Linked DNA regions of Mus musculus: region 1 is linked to region 2. Evidence: chromatin contacts called from public promoter capture Hi-C data. All regions are on one chromosome and are shown on one strand. The core of a region is the stretch at or near the end of the contact, and the rest is flanking DNA. Distances in the headings are between cores, read along the strand shown.

Region 1 (5,124 bases), core at 1,478-3,977, 150 kb before region 2:
CCCTTCCTTCCCTCTGTCTGTCCCTGCCTCCCCCCATCTGTCCCTCCCTCCCTCCTTCCCTGTATAGATTGCTTACATTGTATCTAAAATTACTGGGAGCAGAAGTGTTTCTGATGTGGATTGTTTTTTCATATTCTTCATTATTTGCACATGCCTTTTGTTATATTTTGAGCATAGGATCCAAATTCTAAACACAGACCCATTTATGTTTCCTATACAGTGTATATGCGTATATGCTTGTGGTGTAATGACAGTCTAATGCAGTCCTTCATTAGAATTCCTTCATTCTGACTGCCACTAGTCCCATGAGATCACATGTGGGGTTTCTCACTTGTGGACTTATGTCATTCTTCAGAAAGATGGAGGTTGTGGAGGTCTCCAGGTTTTTGAAATTGGGAATTTTCAATGATTTTGTTTGTTTTATGCCTCCCATCCCCCAACTTCCCACACCCTTACCCCCGTCCCCGTACACAGGGTTTCTCTGTGTAGCCCTGGCTGTCTTGGAATGTTCTCTGTAGACCAGGCTGGCCTGGAATTCAGAGATTTTCCTGCCTCTGTCTGGGATTAAAGGTGTGTGCCACTATGCCTAGCACAGAATTCTCAGTTTTATATAATACTTGTCTCTATCAAACTAGATTTTTTTCAGCAGTTTTCAGATTTTTCATTGTCAAATAAAAAGTTTGGTGCTACAACTTTCTAAATACTCCGTTCAATTACATGTATATTTTAACTTTTTACTCATTGTCACTGTGTTTGTGAGGATGTTCATGCTACAGGGTTGCATGTGAAGGTCAGGAGACCCCTTTGTGAAGTCAGTTCTCTCATCCACCTCTAAGTGCATCTGGAGGTGGGATTCAGCTCTCAAGGCTTCAAACCATCTTGATGACACAATTGCCTTTTCTTTACGATCATTAAATACTTCTGAGAAAGTTAGTCCTATTTACAGTCTTTAATGGTAGTAATTTCTTTAACATTTACAAATGCTTCTGCACCCTACTTCACAGCAACTTTATATCCATGTTCTTCCTCGCCTGGCATGAAACTGGAGGGCTTTGTTTTTGTTTTTGTTTAGTTTTTTGTTTTTAATATATATGTCTCTTCTATTTGTTGCCTTCTTTTCCGTAACCCTGACTAAAAGCCGTGAGCAGAAACTACTGCCACAGCCTGCATGGCTGCACTACTGCCACAGCCTGCATGGTTGCACTATTGCTACAGTCTTCATGGTTGCACTACTGCCACAACCTGCACGGTTGCTTACTGTCTATGACTTGAATTCAGCCGAACTCAAGTTTTTAAGAGCTAGGAGGAAGATATTAAGAGACCTGACCTTTAACCAGTAAAGTCTAGTTTCCGATAGACTTTGGTTTCTTTGTCCAGTCTGATTAGCATAATCATTGTGGTCCACATTTATCAGCCTGACTCCCACCAGAATGGCCCATTAAGGTCTACGGTAGGATTATGTACCTCACAGATGATGAGTGACTGTGAGGATGACGATGGTGATGACTTTTGTGTTTTTGAGTTAGGGATTCTATTTGCCTTTGCTGTTCTGTAACTTGCTCTGTAGACTGGGCTGCTCTCAAACTCAAAAAGGTCCATCAGCCTCTGCCTCCCTAGTGCAGGGAATAAAGGCACGCACCATGCCTGACTAAACACAACCCTCATAACTGAACATAGAGAATTGTGGAAAACGTGGCAACATTAAAAAGGTTTCTAAGTGTGTGGCAGCCAAAAATTTATTCATGATTAAACATGTAACGAATACAAGGTGTTTCTGACAGCATTCGCCTGTTTGATTTTAGATTGTTCAGCTTGCTGGCTGAAAGGGTTTTTTGTAGTTTTTTGTTTGTTTTTGTTTTTTATCAAATGAAGAGTTTGGGCTTGGAATTAAGACAGAATTTTTAACAGTTTTTGAAATGGCCCAGCCAGGTGGTGGTGGCACACACCTTTAATCCCAGCATTTGGGAGGCAGAGGCAGGCGGATTTCAGAGTTTGAGGCCAGCCTGATTTACAGAGTGAGTTCCAGAACAGCCAGGGCTACACAGAGAAACCCTGTCTCGGGGGAAAAAAAAAAAAAAAAGAAAGAAAGAAATGGCCCTAAAGTGACTTCTGCCATCTTGTACTTGTATTTTTGTGAAGGGTCTTCTCAGCATTGGCAGTCAACTCTGAAACACTGAAGGTGCTGTACATGCGGCAGTATCAAAGATTCAGCCGGCATTTAATTCTTTATGTAAACCCCCATCTCATAGTATGCAAGTTGCTCCAGTTTCTAATAAATGGTAATATATGCATTCAAAAATGGTTTTAAAATAAAATCTGTATAATTTATTATCAGTAAATACTTGGTTCATTTGCATATTTCATATACCTCTATACACAGGGCCATTAAAATTTGCTCAGGTATAACGAGGTTATTAATGGGAGAAGTCTTAGGAACCCTGCTTTAGCCTGCAGCTCTGAACTCTTCCTCATTTCTTCTGTAAACTGGTTCCAAATACTTACAGATCACATGATGAGGCAATTTTGTGTACTGATTACTTTTGTTAAAGCTTTAGCCAAAACCCTGAGAAGAAACAACTTTAAGAATTTATTTTAGTTCTGTGGTAATGGGGGCAGTGTGGCAGTAGGACCAGCTCCAGGCCACACTGGCAGGAGTGGCAGCTACTTACTTACAGCTTTGTGCAGCAGGAAGGAAACAGAGGACAGGAAGCACATCTGGGCTATAAAACTGTAAGACCTTCTCCTGATGACCCACTTCCCCCCGGGAGGCTCCACCTTCTGATAGTTCACAGTCTCAGATAGCAACACTGGTGGGCTAGGAACCAGGTGTTTAAAGACGAGAACCTGTGGGAGATGTTTCACATTTAAATCATAACAGCTTTCCCTATGTGGTAGAATCCCTAACCATGACTAGAATTAATTGTCTAAATATAGGTAAATTCTAAGTTTGTATCCCTAGCCTTGATCTAGCCTTTGAGCTCCAAATGAGTATATTTAATTCCTGGCTGATTCCCCTTGGATTTTCAGACATATCATGGTAGTGTATCCAAATCCAAGTGCAAGAGCACTGCCTCAACCCAACCTTCTCCATTATTTCCTAGTGAATGTGCCAGCTCAAATCCAGGGTCCTGTGTACACTAACCAGTCATTACCTCTGAGCTCCATCCCTGCTTCTCCTGGTAATCCTTAATCCTTTTCCTTCCATCATAAACACTACACCTAGGATTTGTTTCCATACTTAAGCATTAGATTGTTAGATCTATGATTAGTATGCCCATAAAACTACAAGCTAATATAAAATTCAGACAGGTTTATCCTTTATAATACAGAGAATATATTTTTCATATTTTTATTACTTTTATGTTTTTACAGTCCAGGTGTTGGCCCCTCTTGGTCCCCTCTCCCACAGTTCCTCATCCCATTCCTCCTCCCCTCCAGCCCCCATCTCCAAGAGGATGTCCCCCCAACCCCACCAGGTCTCCCGACTCCCTGGGGCCTCAAGTCTCTCAAGGGTTAGGTGCATCTTCTACTGAGGCCAGACCAGGCAGTCCTTGGCTATATATGTGGCAGGAGCCTCAGACCAGCTTTTGTATGCTGCCTGGTTGGTGCCTTAGTGTCTGAGAGATCTAGGGGTTCTGAGTTAGTAATGTTAGATGGTTACATAAGCAGTCCAGGTTCATGTTCCAAAATCTGCATTTCTTTATAATGTATGAGATCTTGAGTAGGAGAGATGGCTCAGTGGTGAAGAGCACTACTGCTCTTACAGAGGACTGAGTTCAGATCTTAGCACCCACTGTGGTGACTCATAACTATCTGTAACTCTAGTTCCAAAGGGTCTGACGTCCTCTTCTGACCTCCATGGGCACCACACACACATATCACACAGACATACATGCAGGCAAAGTACTCATAAGTAAGAACATCTCAGGGGCTAGAGAGATGGCTCAGTGGTTATTTGCTGCTCTCCCAGACTACTTGAATGCAGCCCCAGCTCAATCATCAGGAGGCTCACAACTGCTGGGTCCCGGAGATCCAATGCCCTCTTCTGCCCTCTGTAGGCAGCTGCACACATATGGCAGACATAGCCGACACGCATGAATAGAAATCTTTAAAAAGAAATATAAAATCTCAAATGGCTAAAATGCATTAAAGATTAACGCAAAGGGATTAGTAATGTCTTTACTCATTTGTGCCGAAAGTGAGTAAAGTATATATTTTTCAACTAACTAAATTTATTTAAGTGGAAATTTTGACTGCTCGTTTTTATATGTATTATTAATATATTATATCTATTAATATGTATGCTTATATATGTAACCATAAGAGAAACATTTACTTAGCCTATAATTTATTTTATCTAGATAACCCCCTTTTGCTCCAATTAGATGTTTTTCAGATCAACTGTAGGATTTTAATTTTTTACTAAAATTAATTTTTCTTTTATGTAAGAAAAGGACATACTGAAAATATAGCACCTACTGATTATTTACGTGAGATAATCTTATCTGAGTGCAACCTACTTCTGGTTTGTCTCAGCTAAAACTGGCATCGTTCAGTAATCTAATACAACAGTAGCTTCTGAGGAGAACACTGTTGGTGGACTGCAGTGGACTTGGTTCCTAGTTTATAGTGTGAAAGAAAAAACACCAAAACGGATGCCAGAATACCTCTGTGATACAGCCTCTGTGCTTGAGGCAAGATTGAGTTACTTTTAAATGAAGAGAACCTGAAATTCCTTCACTAGTGATCAGCACTCATTGAGGCCCTGTGGCTTTGTGAAAATGTTTATTGTCACAAAAGTATTTTATACTTTTTATATGATTAAAATTTAATTCCCTTTCTTATTTTGAATTGGCTTTCTTTTGTCTACTTTCTTTTTTTAATGAAAAGGATGAATGGAAGGAAGTATAAGATGGTACCTCTGTTTCCTTCTTTTGTATAATCTTGTTGCATGTCTCTACATAAGCTGTTCTGGCCACTCATCATAGTAACCAGCTGGGCCATTTCACCTGCTGGAGCCATTAAAGAGGACTCTCTCCCCCTAGATTAATCCCCTCCGACATTAGTTTTTTTGCACTGACAACTGCAGCAGGCATTCAGGATTTGCAGGTGGCCAGTGTGACG
Region 2 (4,977 bases), core at 1,193-3,692:
TAAAAGTTGAGAAAAGAAAAAAATGTAAATTGAAAAAAAAAATCTAAGCCTACACCATTGTGACAAGACTGGACCTTTTCAAAGGTGGTTCATCCTAGTAAACTGAGGCAAAACAAAACAAAACAAAACATAAAGGTGGATTCATTTTATGGGGCACTGTTTTTAATTCTAGTGTACAGGTTTGGCCTGTAACTACTGAAGGCTTCTTAGGATCCCACACGAGTGCATATCTTGCTTTAGTCTCCTTTCAGGTGATAAGGAGGACGAGCTCAGAGCCCAAAGCAGAGTTCACTAGAACTGGATATTTGGCCCTTCTGTTGTTATTTTCAAGCACTGCCTCTCTGCCCTGCCACACCTTTGGCTCTTTCCACCAGTTACATCCCACACAGTGTATTGTGCCTGTTTGGGGGTTTAGTATGATAGAAACACAGTAGACTGAGAAGAAGGGAACAAAGGATACTTCTAGGCCTCTTGTGTGACACTGGCAAGCCCCTTGGCATTGCTTGGCTGTTTCCTCAACTGAGATTTAAGTGGCTTTAAACTAGACCCGCACGAACTTTCCTGGTCTCTGTCTTAAAGACTTTCCCAATGGTAGCAAGCAGTGGTGGTGCACGCCTTTAATCCCAGCACTTGGGAGGCAGAGGCAGGGGGATCTCTAAGCTCGAGGTCAGCCTGGTCTACAGAGTGAGTTCCAGGACAGCCAGGGATACACAGAGAAACCCTGTCTCGAAAAACCAAAAAGAGAGAGAGAGAGAGAGAGAGAGAGAGAGAGAGAGAGAGAGAGAGAGAGAGAGAGGGAGAGAGAGAGAGAGAGAGAGGAGAAAGGTGCCAGGTTTCTCTGGGAGTCTCTGGCAACCAGGAAAGCAGCTCCTAAATCAATATCACTAATGTAAAGTTACGTATAATGACTAGAGTCAGAAATTTCCTACACAAATCTGAAAAAGACCAAATGAGAAGACAGACTTAAAACAAAACAGAACCTAAAACCAGCACCTGGCACCTCTTGCCTATCTAGCCCGCATGGAGCCAACTCCAAAGCTCTTGTACTGCTGCCAGGCCACACCCACCTCTGAGGCTGGGCCGTCTTCCTGTTTGCTCTCTCTCCTACAGGCAGGTTCAGGCTTCTCTTTCTCTTTCAGAACAGAGCTCCCATAATCCGATGGGCGGACTCTTTCACGAAGCTCCTATATTAATAGCTGTATTTTAGTCCCTCCCAACCTCTGTCCCAGCTTGGTCTGTGCTTTATGAGACATTTCCCTGAGGTGTGTCCATGCTGCGAGACGTACACATCTGCACCAGGACACAACATGCTTGGTGCTCTGTGTCCCTCACAAAAGGCATGATGGTTTATATACCTACGTTCACAACCAAGTAAAAAGAAAAGAGAGGAAAACAGTGGGTGATAGTACCTGCCTAGTATTTCCTAACCAGGTAAATTAATAGAGCAGACCACCATCCGTTATAAGGAGTGTATTTTAAGTGCAGCGTGGGCAAGGAAATGTGGTTAGTTGTTTTCATAGAAAGTAGAAAGGCCTAGCAAGTCTAAATGATTTATAATTAATCAGTTCTCTCATCTGATAATGAGGTAAATGTGTTATATTGGAAACTGAGGTAGAAAGAAGACGGACAAGACAGACTTCCTCCTCCCCTCAGAGGCTATAATTAGGAGAGATATGATATGCATATTCCTAGCGAAAGCATTAGGGAAAGGTGAGGTGTCCCAAGGATTGCAGTGATTTCAGGAAGGAGACACTGGGTTTTGGCTGGGGAGGAGGCAGAAGCTTTGGAATCAGGCTTGGAGTGTGTGGTGGGGGTGGGGAATCCATATTTCTCATGTAACTGTTGTCTTGGCAGGTTAAGGTAAAAATCATATTCACGGGAAGGGCAGCATTATTATCTGGCTAATTCCTGCCATAGAAACATTTACATGATCTTACAAAAATCTATTCACTAATGTTTTTTTTTGGCAGCCACCAGGGCAGTCATTGTTAATTGTCACACTCTCCTTATAACCTGAGGAAACTCACAGAAAAGGAGACACACACCCTCAGTAAGCTGTGTGTTGTTCCAGGGATTCATAGATCCCTGGGCCTGTTCTTGAACTGCCCAGGGTCTGTGGTCATTATTAAGAAGCCCTGACAGCAGGCAGCCCCTAAAGTATGAAAGCGTTCACCGAGCAGGCTCAACCCTAGAGTCTTGGAGCTTATTTGCTCTGAACGTTTAACACGCCTGTGAGGTCTAATGTGTACAGCTAGTCCAAGGGCTGAGTCTGACGCTGAAGTGGTGTCATTGGCTCCTGTGCACCTCTGGGTGGACAGGGACCAGGAGACAGAGAGTGAGAGAACATGAGAGTGAGGGCTTTCGAAAAGGAGGGACATACTTGTGCAGGAAGCCATTGTTTTTCAAAGTTTCCCTGGTGACTCTGAAAACTGAGTCCCCACACCCACTGCCTCAGGATGTTATTTTCTGTGAGCCTCCTCCATCCCTCCTGCAGAGAGACTTCTGGCAAGTCCCTCAGACATGCCCAGACGCATTCTGTATGCTGGCCTGGAGCCCAGCTTCAGCCTGGGCTGCAATCCTCCTGTTCCCCTTGCATGCTGCATTAATATTGAAAGTGGATGGCAACTTGAGGTCCCCGGCAAGGGAATGAAGGCAGCTGACATGCTCAAGGAAATATGTCTGTAATGCAGTTTTACCGAGCCAGATCTGGGCCGGGGCCTTCTGCAGTCGGTCAGGGGTGCAACCTGGGGTTCCTGGAGGAATGTTAGAGTGTTTCTAATTTGTTGCTTTAGAATTAGACCCACTTCTAGGACAATGTACTAAGTGACACAAGTCAGGCATAGAAAGAGAACTACTGTGTGATCTCACATGTAAGTGAGGATGCTGGTCAAATAGAAAGGGAAGAATGCTGGTTATTAGGGGCTGAGGCAGGAAGAGGAGGGGAGACACTGGCTAAAGTGTACAAAGTCTCGATTAGATTGATTAGATGGGTTAAGTTAAGGCTCACTGTACAGTACGGTGACTTATTAATAACAAGGACTGCTTACTTGAAGATTGCCAAGACAGTAGATTTCAACATTTTTTTTTAAGACAGGGTTTCTCTGTGTAGCCCTGGCTATCCTAGAACTCACTCTGTAGACCAGGCTGGCCTTGAACTCAGAAATCCACCTGCCTCTGCCTCCCGAGTGCTGGGATTAAAGGCGTGCACCACCACTGCCAGGCTCAACATTTTTTTTTTTTCCGAGACAGGGTTTCTCTGTATAGCTCTGGCTGTCCTGGAACTCACTTTGTAGACCAGGCTGGCCTCGAACTCAGAAATCCGCCTGCCTCTGCCTCCCGAGTGCTGGGATTAAAGGCGTGTGCCACCACGCCCAGCTTCAACATTTTTTATTACATTAGAAAAAACTAATCTGGGGCCTGGTGAGATGGCTCAGCCGGTAAGAGCACTGACTGCTCTTCAGGAGGTCCTGAATTCAAATCCCAGCAACCACATTGTGGCTCATGACCATCCGTAGTGACATATGACACCCTCTTCTAAAGACAGCTACAATGTACTTACATATAATAAACAAATTCTTTTTAAAAAAAGAAAAAAGAAAAAACTAATCTATGTGTGTGTGTGTCCTTCACTTCTTCCACCATGCTGGGGTTCGGGGGGGAGGAGGGCTTAGCTCATTAGTCTTAGCAACAAGTACCTTTCTCCACTGAACCATCTTGCCAGTTCTATGTCTTAATATTTTAAGTGTTCTTAGTTACTTAAAAAAGGATAAATATATAAGGTAATACATATGTTAGTTTATTTACTCATTATCATACCATGATATATACATATTTCAAAACATGATGGTATACACCATTAGTATATACATTTTGATCAGTTTGTGTTTCTTCTTTTTTTTTTTTTTAGGTATTTTCCTCGTTTACATGCCACATTTTTTTTTTTTTTTTTTTTTTTTTTTTTGTGACAGGATCTCTCAATGAATCTGGAGCTTGCTGTTTTGGTTAAACTGGCTGGCTAGAACATTCTGGAATCCAGTTCTTCTGTCATGCTGGGGTTGCACGTATACTACCCCACTAGCTTTTGTGTGAACTCAGGCCTTCATGCTTACACATCAAGCACTTAGCTATCCCTCCAGGCCCCCAAGTTTTGATCAAATTATTTTTTAAAAAACAAATTATGTTTACTATCTCTGTTGTTGTTGTTGTTTTCTGGGAGGTGGTCATGTTAACACAAGCTAGTGTTATCTTTGAGAAAGGGAACTTCAATTGAGAAAATGCCTCCATAGGATTGGTCTGTAGGCAAGTGTAGCTGTTCCTGGTTGTCAGCTTGACTATATCCGGAATGAATGAAATTCCAGAACTGGAAGGCTCCCCTGTTTGTTTGGTTTTGGTTTTTTTGTTTTGTTTTGTTTTTGTTTTTGTTTTTGTTTTTTTTGAGACAGGGTTTCTCTGTGTAGCCCTGGCTGTCCTGGAACTCACTGTGTAGACCAGGCTGGCCTCGAACTCAGAAATCCGCCTGCCTCTGCCTCCTGAGTGCTGGGATTAAAGGCGTGCGCCACCACGCCCGGCATGGAAGGCTCCCCTGTGATCCTGATCTTGAGGCTGGGAGATACAAGTTTCTGACCTGGATATTGACATGGACATCTTGAGGCATAATGGCTATGAATCTGAGGAGACTAAGCCAAGAAAATCTCTGAGTTCAAGGTCAGCCTGGGACAAAGCAAGGCCTAGATCCAGGCATGGTGGCACACACCTTTAATCTGGGCCACACCTTCCGATGGAGACCTACATAAGGACATTGGGAGAAAGAAGACTCTCTTTGCCTGCTTGCCTTGTGGGACTGAGCAACGGCTAAATCCTTGGGCTTCCATTCACAGCTGCTGCTGACCATTGTTGGGAGTTGGACTACAGACTGTAAGTCATCAACAAATTCTCTTACTATGTAGAGAGTACCATAAGTTCTGTGACTCTAGAGAA

The links. Promoter capture Hi-C pulls out the DNA fragments that hold promoters and counts their contacts.
Region 1: a contact with region 2 is called in a promoter capture Hi-C map of the HPC-7 cell line, with 1.9 times the contacts expected there. The contact joins two enhancer-like sites. A contact is called at or near these places in 8 of 39 promoter capture datasets (the C10 cell line, the HPC-7 cell line, cranial neural crest and 4 more), 2 of 484 Hi-C or Micro-C datasets (the HPC-7 cell line and nephron progenitors), 6 of 115 datasets of contacts at active chromatin or transcription factors (CD8 T cells, the HPC-7 cell line, bone marrow-derived macrophages and 3 more) and 1 of 9 other capture datasets (adipose tissue).

The regions. Positions count from the first base shown.
Region 1 is chr2:73,143,899-73,149,022 of GRCm38.p6, reverse strand. The region is part of intron 5 of Ola1 (Obg-like ATPase 1); the gene reads left to right. Among named protein-coding and RNA genes, the nearest start is that of Ola1, 68 kb to the left of the region's middle. Within about 2 kb of position 2,727, at least 20 of the 459 cell types and tissues checked have an H3K27ac peak or open chromatin away from gene starts, as enhancers often do. A contact at or near this core is called in the HPC-7 cell line and bone marrow-derived macrophages, where this site is marked.
Region 2 is chr2:72,993,311-72,998,287 of GRCm38.p6, reverse strand. No RefSeq gene overlaps it. Among named protein-coding and RNA genes, the nearest start is that of Gm39850, 13 kb to the left of the region's middle. Within about 2 kb of position 2,442, at least 221 of the 459 cell types and tissues checked have an H3K27ac peak or open chromatin away from gene starts, as enhancers often do. A contact at or near this core is called in the HPC-7 cell line and bone marrow-derived macrophages, where this site is marked.